2 separate regions of the Salmo salar genome follow, and region 1 is linked to region 2. The links are chromatin contacts, called in public Hi-C maps. All regions are on one chromosome and are shown on one strand. The core of a region is the stretch at or near the end of the contact, and the rest is flanking DNA. Distances in the headings are between cores, read along the strand shown. Region 1 has its middle 25 kb from the start of LOC106573597. Region 2 holds the start of LOC106573601 (midnolin).

Region 1 (4,135 bases), core at 567-3,066, 170 kb before region 2:
GAGTGATGAACCACGCATCACCATCTGGCAGGCCGATGGATGAATCTGGGTTTAGCAGATGCCAGGAGAACGCTACCTGTACCAATGCATGGAGGAGGAATAATGGCCTGGGGTTGTTTTCATTGTTCGGGCTAGGCCCCTTAGTTCCAGTGAAGGGAAATCTTAACACTACAGCATACAATGACATTCTAGACGATTCTGTACTTCGAACTTTGTGGCAACATTTTGGGGAAGGCCCTTTCCTGTTTCAGCATGACAATGCCCCCGTGCACAAAGAGAGGTCTATACAAAAATGGGTTGTCGAAATTGGTGTGGAAGAACTTGACTTGCCTGCACAGAGCCTTGACCTCAACCCCATCGAATAGCTTTGGGATTAATTGGAACGCTGACTGCAGGCCTAATCGCCCAACATCAGTGCCCAACATCACTAATGCTTGTGGCTGAATGGAAGCAAGTCCCCACAGCAATGTTCCAACATCTAGTGGAAAGCCTTCCCAGAAGAGTGGAGGTAGTTATAGCAACAAAGAGGGGACCAACTCCATATTAATGCCCATGATTTTGATGAGATGTTCGATGAGCAGGTGTCCACATACTTTTGGTAATGTAGTGAATGTTACATTTGGCATGGTTACATAAGACAGAAAGTTACTTAAAGCAAAAACGAATGTAGGGTGGTTGGTCGGGGTGGATGGGTAGGAGTATAACACTAAAGTTTAGCAACCCAAAGGTTCTGTGTTCGAATTTAATATTTTAGCCAATTAGTAATTTAGCAACTACTTACTACTTTTTGGATACTTTGCAACTACTTAGCATGTTAACTAACCCTTCCCCTAACCCTTTAACCTAATTCCTAACACTAACCTTAACCCTAGCCTCTAAACCTTAGCCTAGCTAACTTTAGCCACATAGCGAACGTTAGCCAAACAATTAGGAAATAGTAACGCATCATATATTTTGCTAATTTGTAACATATCAAGTGAAATCGAATGGACACCCACAAATACCATACGAAATTTAACATATTTTACTAATTGGAGTGTCTTTGATTTACGCTCACTATGTTACGTCTACCTTTGAGTCCAGGTTGGTTCCAAAGAGAACAGCGTGATCTCAGCAGAGCTGCTGTAGCGCTTAGTGTCCAGCAGGGGTCCTCCACTCATTAGCTGACGACTGACTGTGACTGTCCTCCCTATCCCAGAAGAGAGAGATAGGGAGAGAGAGAGCAGCTGATCTGTTCATAGTGGCTGAACTGCAGCACTTCTCTGTCCAGTGATCCCAGTATGGATGAGCAGTCTGGGGCACATTTCAGTCCCTCTGCACCCCTCAGGGCTTTGAACCACCATACAGTCTAGTCACCCACTTTCACTCATTGGAGCAAAGTGGCCTTGCAGAGAGGAGAGAGATGGGAATGGCTGATAAAACGTGTCTCTCTTGTTGAACAGCAAACTGCGAACCCCATGCCCTTTTGGGCTCCTACATCCCCAATGAATCTTCCGCCCACTCACTGAGGAATGTGGAGAGAGCAGGGAGGGGATACAGGGAGGAGGGGAAAGAGGGAGGGAGACGGAAAGGGAGCAAGGGACAAGGAATACAGAGAATGAAAGGGGAGGAATAGCGATGCGAGAGAGATATAGAGGGAGGTAAGAAAGGGAGACACGTTATGAAACATGTTATGCCAAGCGCTGACACCTTAGCCATCTCATCTCATCTGCTTGCTGGGTCATGTGATGTGAGCCCAGGGCCTGTATGTTTCACTGTGTGTCTCCCAACAAGGGATTTATATAGGCTTACATGGCCATATTTGGGTTGAGAGCTTCCTCCTGTGTTTACTGACTAGGTGGAGATTGTCACAGAAGAGCATTGGAGCAGGATGACAAACACCCACAATGACAAACACCCTGCTGTGAATCAAAGGCTGGTACGTGGTGATGTTTCACTGTCTGTATGAGATGTTGTTTACCTGGAATACAGCACTGCATAGGTGACATCACCCATGGGACGCAATGACAAACCCAGGTGGGGTCACACCTGGGAGGCGGTTACAAAGCAATTGGAATGAGGATAGTGGAGAAACACAGAGGTGGTGGGTTGTGAGATGAGGTGTGTCAATGAGCAAAGCTGAACTAGTCTTATATATCACAGGACAGTCTGATCTGAATGGCCTCACTGTGTTGTAACTAACAACATAAAACCTGTTTATGACTCATGACATCATAAGATGCCCTGAGGTGTTTGATTCACTTTGTTTATATCACCTCTCTCTTGTCAACAAGGCGCTAATATCCTCTCTGTCTTTGCCAACTGGGCAACAGTTCTTCAAAGCACATTGGCATTGCTGAAAAAAGGGCTGGATATTGGTAGAATGGTGTTTATTGAATGTGGAATTTCACTGCCGGCACGGCGTAAAGTGTGGCATTGTTGATAAAAGGTTAGAGCTGTTTCAGATTCCAGAAATGAAAGGAGCTTCTCTCCAGTGGCTGCACTGAAATAATGGTGACATTTTGGTTGCATCAGCTGTATCTTTAATGTGGCAGAAGTGAAATGCCAAAATGATCAAAGCCAAATCCAGAGAATAATGAGCTCCTTTTCTTTTTATCTACAAATAAACTTCAACCAAAAAGCCCCTCAAATAATAATTAGCTGAATAATCAGCATTAATGATAAACAAAACTTTTAAGAGAATTCCGCTGGAGAGAATAGCGTCTGCTTTATGGGCTCCTGACCAATTGTGCTTTTTAGTGTTTTTTTGCCCTGATCTTAACTTTTATGAACATAATGCTTCCGCCATAGTTTCCTATGACTGAAAAGAGCTTCTGGACAGAACAGCGATCACTAGCCTTGATTAGGAGGAGGATTTCTACTTCATTGAGATGGCGGTGAAAGGACATACCGTACGGCTCATCCCGGACCAGGCCCAAATTCCCTACACTCGAAAAAGGAAGAGGCAGTGCTATAGAGGCCACCGTGTGCAATACCTGACGAGACTACGTCGGCGAGTGGATAAACTGCCTTTACCCTCCGTTCTATTGCCGAATGTGCAATCACTGGAGAATAAACTGGATGAGCTCCGTTCAAGACTCTCCTATCAACGTGATCTGAAGAACTGTAATAACGTGTGTTTCTATGAGTCGTGGCTGAACAAGGACATATAAATCTAGCTGTTTTTTTCTATACATCGGCAGGACAGAACATCAGCGTCGGGTAGACTCAAGGGGGATGGTGTGTGTGTCTTTGTTAACAACAGCTTGATGTCAATCTCTAATATTATGGAAGTCTCGAGGTTCTGCTCACCTGAGTTAGAATACCTCATAAGCTGTAGACCATACTATTTACCAAGATAGTTTTGATCTATATTTTGTGTAGCTGTCTATTTACCACCAAACTGACCAGCTGTAAAGGGCCATAAGCAAACAAGAAGATGCTCACACAGGAGTGGCGCTCCTAGTGGCAAGTGATTTTATGCAGGAAAACTGAAGCATGTCACCTGTGCAACTAGAGGAGAGAAAATAAACTCTCGATCACCTTCACGCCACACACAGAGACACATGTGTGATGCACACAAATATGTAGGGTCATATTTTTTATGTACTATGAGGGGAGTGCCACATGAGGGGAGTGGTTCTGCAACCCGGTGACAGAGTCCTTGTATGAAACCTGAGCGAGAGAGGTGGTCCTGGAATGTTAAGGTCATACTGGGAAAGAACAATATACGTAGTGAAAGAGCAAGTGAGTGACAAACCAGTGTACAAAGTCTGTCCCGAGACCGGGGGGGAACAAGACCCGTGCCTTGCACTGGAATCTCCTGCAACCAGGTCAACGACATGCTTGCAGACTTAACGCTGCAGGGCACACAGACTCACCCACCTAAAGAGAAAAGGGAAAGCTGACCCAAAACAGTGATAGAACAGACTAAGACGAATAAAGCTCATACCTGTAAGAAAAGACCAAAGAAGAGACAATGTAAGACTTACCTGTGATCCTCAGAGAAATCCAGCCCGTGTAGGACCCGCACAAGATGCTGTACCTACCCGAGTTGTTGCACCTGAAAAATACATCTGAAGACCAGAAGAGTCCGAAGAAGGAGAACAAGTAGAGGAATACTTACCTGCTGAACAAGCATGGTCAAACACAGAAG
Region 2 (3,934 bases), core at 138-2,637:
TTTACTCTAGGAGCTTGATAAAAACAAGATACTCGCTCGCCATCCAGTGGTCAATGGAGGCACTTGGGGAGCCTTAACTTGTCTATTTGTTGTTGAAGGTGTTTATAACACATTTCGAATGAATAGTAGGCTAGTCTACCGGCAATTTCCCTCTGAGTACAGCTGCAGCTGACTGTAAGGTCAGTCTGGATAATGATATAATATCACAGACTCTGCACTTCGCATCTATATAGGAGGTAGGCTAGGCGGTGGGCTAGGCTGTGTGGTCGGCTTATAATTGCATAACATATGGATGCGAGCTGTCATCAGCTGTCCTATAGGTCAATACAAACCACCACATTCACTGTCTGCAGATAACACCAATTCCATTGCCAATATCAATTTCATTATTAAGTCAATTGGCTACATGTAGATGCATAATTTAGAAACTCTTAGAAGTTGGCAGAACTCCATTTGAATGCAATGCATGTAACCAAAACAAACGGTGAGACAATGTATCAATGTCCGCTATCAAATAGGTGCCCCAGGTGGCCTTTTAGAAACATAACAAAGATAAGAGTTACATGTCCAAATCTAACCCACGCAAATTTCTAACCTTTATTCAAAGGTAGGCTATTAAAACTTTAGAATCATCAATGTACATAGTTATCAAATATTCACTAAGACTACTCTTAGGTTTGACATGAGTCCAACGTTTGAATGTAACTTACCAATTATTGTGGCGAGAACTTTAAAGCTTTGCGATAAAGCTTGGGTTTTTCCAACACGTTTCCCCAGCTTTGGCATGTAAATCTTCCCAAACTATGAGAAAGACTGAAGTAGGCTATATCCACATAGGTCAGTAGACTATCCTATCCACTGTGACAGTAAATTCGCAGACAAATGTGTGCGTCTCGACTGTAGTAGTAATGACAGCTCTGTACTCCTCTTGCTCACTGCTTGAGTTCCAATTGTCCTAAAATGCCTGTATGACGTTTACCCACCAGTGTCTTTCGTATTACAAGTGCAATTCGGGAGGCGAGACACCTTTTAAACGAGCCCTCTCAGTTATGGGTGGAGAGTAGACTACGGTTCTTGCTGCGTCAGGATGCCATTTAAGGTAGCCACGGAATTCTTCCTCACATGAGAGTTCGTTTCCAAGATCTGCTGCCTAATTCGTTCTCCACCTTTGGAAATGTGCTTGGGCAAAGCTTTAAATCATGCACGGGATTTTTAGTGTCTGTGATTGCGCATCTATTGTAGTCTAAACAAGGGTAAGGACTTTTATCCCGAAGAACAAAAACATAAATCATATTCAACTGAGTTACGACCTTAACAAAAGGAGCGATTTCAGGAGGGGTGTAACCTTCCACTGACAACAGAAAAAAAACAGAAAAAACATCACTTGGCAACCAGTGCAGGACAACACAATGCATGGATACAGCCTACCTGAATATAAATAAAGGTTTATTTGGCAAGAGACCAGTTCTGCAGTTGATGACTTCCAGGTTGCTCCTCAAACAATGGCAATCCTATGCCAGGAATCATACCTTGACAGTTATTACACATTAATACAAGTGATTCATTGTTCATGTGATAGGCTAAGACCAAGTATTGTACATGTCAGTTTGTGTGCAAACCTATCAGTAAACCCTTACCTGAAGTCCACAAGTAGATGTGATACAGTAAATTGCTATGTAGATTGTAATGTTACATCATAAGTAGTTATATTCATTTGTGTCGTGTGTCAGCACGGTCGCACACTTTACAAAGATGCCAATATAGTTTGAAACACAATGATTTGATAAACCCGATGCCCCTTATTTCCTTGAAGACAGGGGACACAGTCTTGTTGATGCAAGTGAGGTTGAAGTGTTTCAATGATGAACCCATACCCACAGGCAGAGACGTTGCAGAGACGCCTCTAAACGAGTCACAGTCCCAAACATCACAGCATGATGAGTCAGCTTCTCCCAGGACCAGAGAGAGGGAGTTGGGGGGTGAGAGAAAAAGAGAGAAGCGATGAGAGAGGGGGGATGAGAGACCAGCACCACACTGCTGGAGGAGTCTGAGAGATGCACTACATGACCAAAAGTATGTGGACACCTGCTCATTGAACATCTCATTCCAAAATCATGGGTATTAATATGGAGTTGGTCTGCCCTTTGCTGCTATAACAGCTTCCACTCTTCTGGGAAGGCTTTCCACTAGAAGTTGGAACATTACTGCGGGGACTTGCTTCCATTCAGCCACAAGAGCATTAGTGAGGTCGGGCACTGATGTTGGGCGATTAGGCCTGGTTCGCAGTCAGTCTGTGTTTAAATACATCCCAAAGGTGTTCGATGGGGTTGAGTTCAGGGCACTGTGCAGGCCAGTCAAGTTCTCCCCCATCGATATCGCAAGACACTTCTATATGGACCTCGTTTTGTGCAAGGGGGCATTGTCATGCTGAAACAGGAAAGGGCCTTCCCCAAACTGTTGCCACAAAGTTGGAAGCACAGGATAATCTAGAATGCCATTGTATGCTGTAGCATTAAGATTTACCTTCACTGGAATTAAGGGGCCTAGCCCGAACCATGAAAAACAGCCCCATACCATTAGTCCTCCTCCATCAAACTTTACAGTTGGCACTATGCATTTGGGTAGGTAGCGTTCGTCTGCATTCGCCAAAACCAGATTCGTCCGTAGAGCTCACTGCAGAGAAAGCGTTGCCACTGCTCTGAAGTACAATGGCGGTGAGCTTTACACCACTCCAGCCGACGCTTGGCATTGGGCATGGTGATCTTAGGCTTGTGTGCGGCTGCTTGGCCATGGAAACCCATTTCATGTAGCTCCCGGCGAACAGTTATTGTTCTGACGTTGCTTCCAGAGGCAGTTTGGAACTCGGTAGTCAATATAGCAACTGAGGACAGACAATGTTTACGCGCTACGCACTTCAGCACTCGGCTGTCCCGTTCTGTGAGCTTGTGTGGCCTACCACTTCGCAGATGAGCCGTTGTTGCTCCTAGATGTTTCCACTTCACAATAACAGCACTTACAGTTGACAGGGGAAGCTCTAGCAGGGCAGAAAGTTGACAAACTGACTTGTTGGAAAGGTGGCATCCTATGACGGTGCCACGAAAGTCACTGAGCTCTTCAGCAAGGCCATTCTACTGCCAATGTTTGTCTATGGAGATTGTATGGCTGTGTCCTCGATTTTAAACAACTGTCAGCAACAGGTGTGGCTGAAATAGCCAAATCCACTAATTTGAAGGGGTGTCCACATACTTTTATATATGTAGTGTAAGAGAATACATTTATGGCACTGAGCACCACACACACAATATGGTTAAACACTGCTCCTATTGAAGCTGAGGCTATAGGCTACCTCATGATTGCACACACCCACCCGTGCACACACACACATGACTCAGCTTCCTGGCACTGATACATATGTTGGTTGTCCAGTGTTTACAGGACAAAAAAAGGGTTTCATAACAGCCTGTTCTCCTCAGGGGGCAAAAAACATTCTTGGCTGAGAAGCGGGCATTTGTTTTAGAGGGAGTGACACATTCTACCATCGCCCTTTGCTTATTTCTTAAAAGTTTAATCCGTTGGGTGAGGGTGGTTCTAAGCTGGCATATGGAATTGTTTAAAGAAGGTCATACCATACATCATTTAGCTAGAATTTTAGGACCCCTTTAGGTATCTTCCAAAGATATGTGAAGTGATATTTTTTGTTGTTGGCACAAAACTACCTTCACACTTCCATTCATTTGTATGGGTTACCTTTAAATGAGTCCCGTGACACTTGTGGGGGTCGTAGAGCATACTAACAGAGTTACCATATACAGTATACACAGCAACTTCTCACATACTTCTGGACAGGAAAGAGTTTATTGACAAGGGAGCATGAGAGTGGTGTGGGTGGGTTGTAAACATTTCACATTTGATATCAGATGTTTGTGACAGTGAG

The links. Hi-C and Micro-C count contacts between places; a contact is called where the count stands out from the background.
Region 1: a Hi-C map of gill shows a contact between it and region 2, with 3 times the contacts expected there. The contact joins the enhancer-like site here to the promoter of LOC106573601 in region 2. A contact is called at or near these places in 2 of 3 Hi-C or Micro-C datasets (gill and muscle).

The regions. Positions count from the first base shown.
Region 1 is chrssa16:38,526,187-38,530,321 of Ssal_v3.1, reverse strand. No RefSeq gene overlaps it. Among protein-coding and RNA genes, the nearest start is that of LOC106573597, 25 kb to the left of the region's middle. Within about 2 kb of position 1,816, at least 2 of the 13 cell types and tissues checked have an H3K27ac peak or open chromatin away from gene starts, as enhancers often do. A contact at or near this core is called in gill, where this site is marked.
Region 2 is chrssa16:38,359,915-38,363,848 of Ssal_v3.1, reverse strand. It overlaps LOC106573601 (midnolin), which reads right to left and starts at 1,387. Exons shown (of 8, transcript XM_014148791.2): 1 at 711-1,387. The coding sequence starts at 786.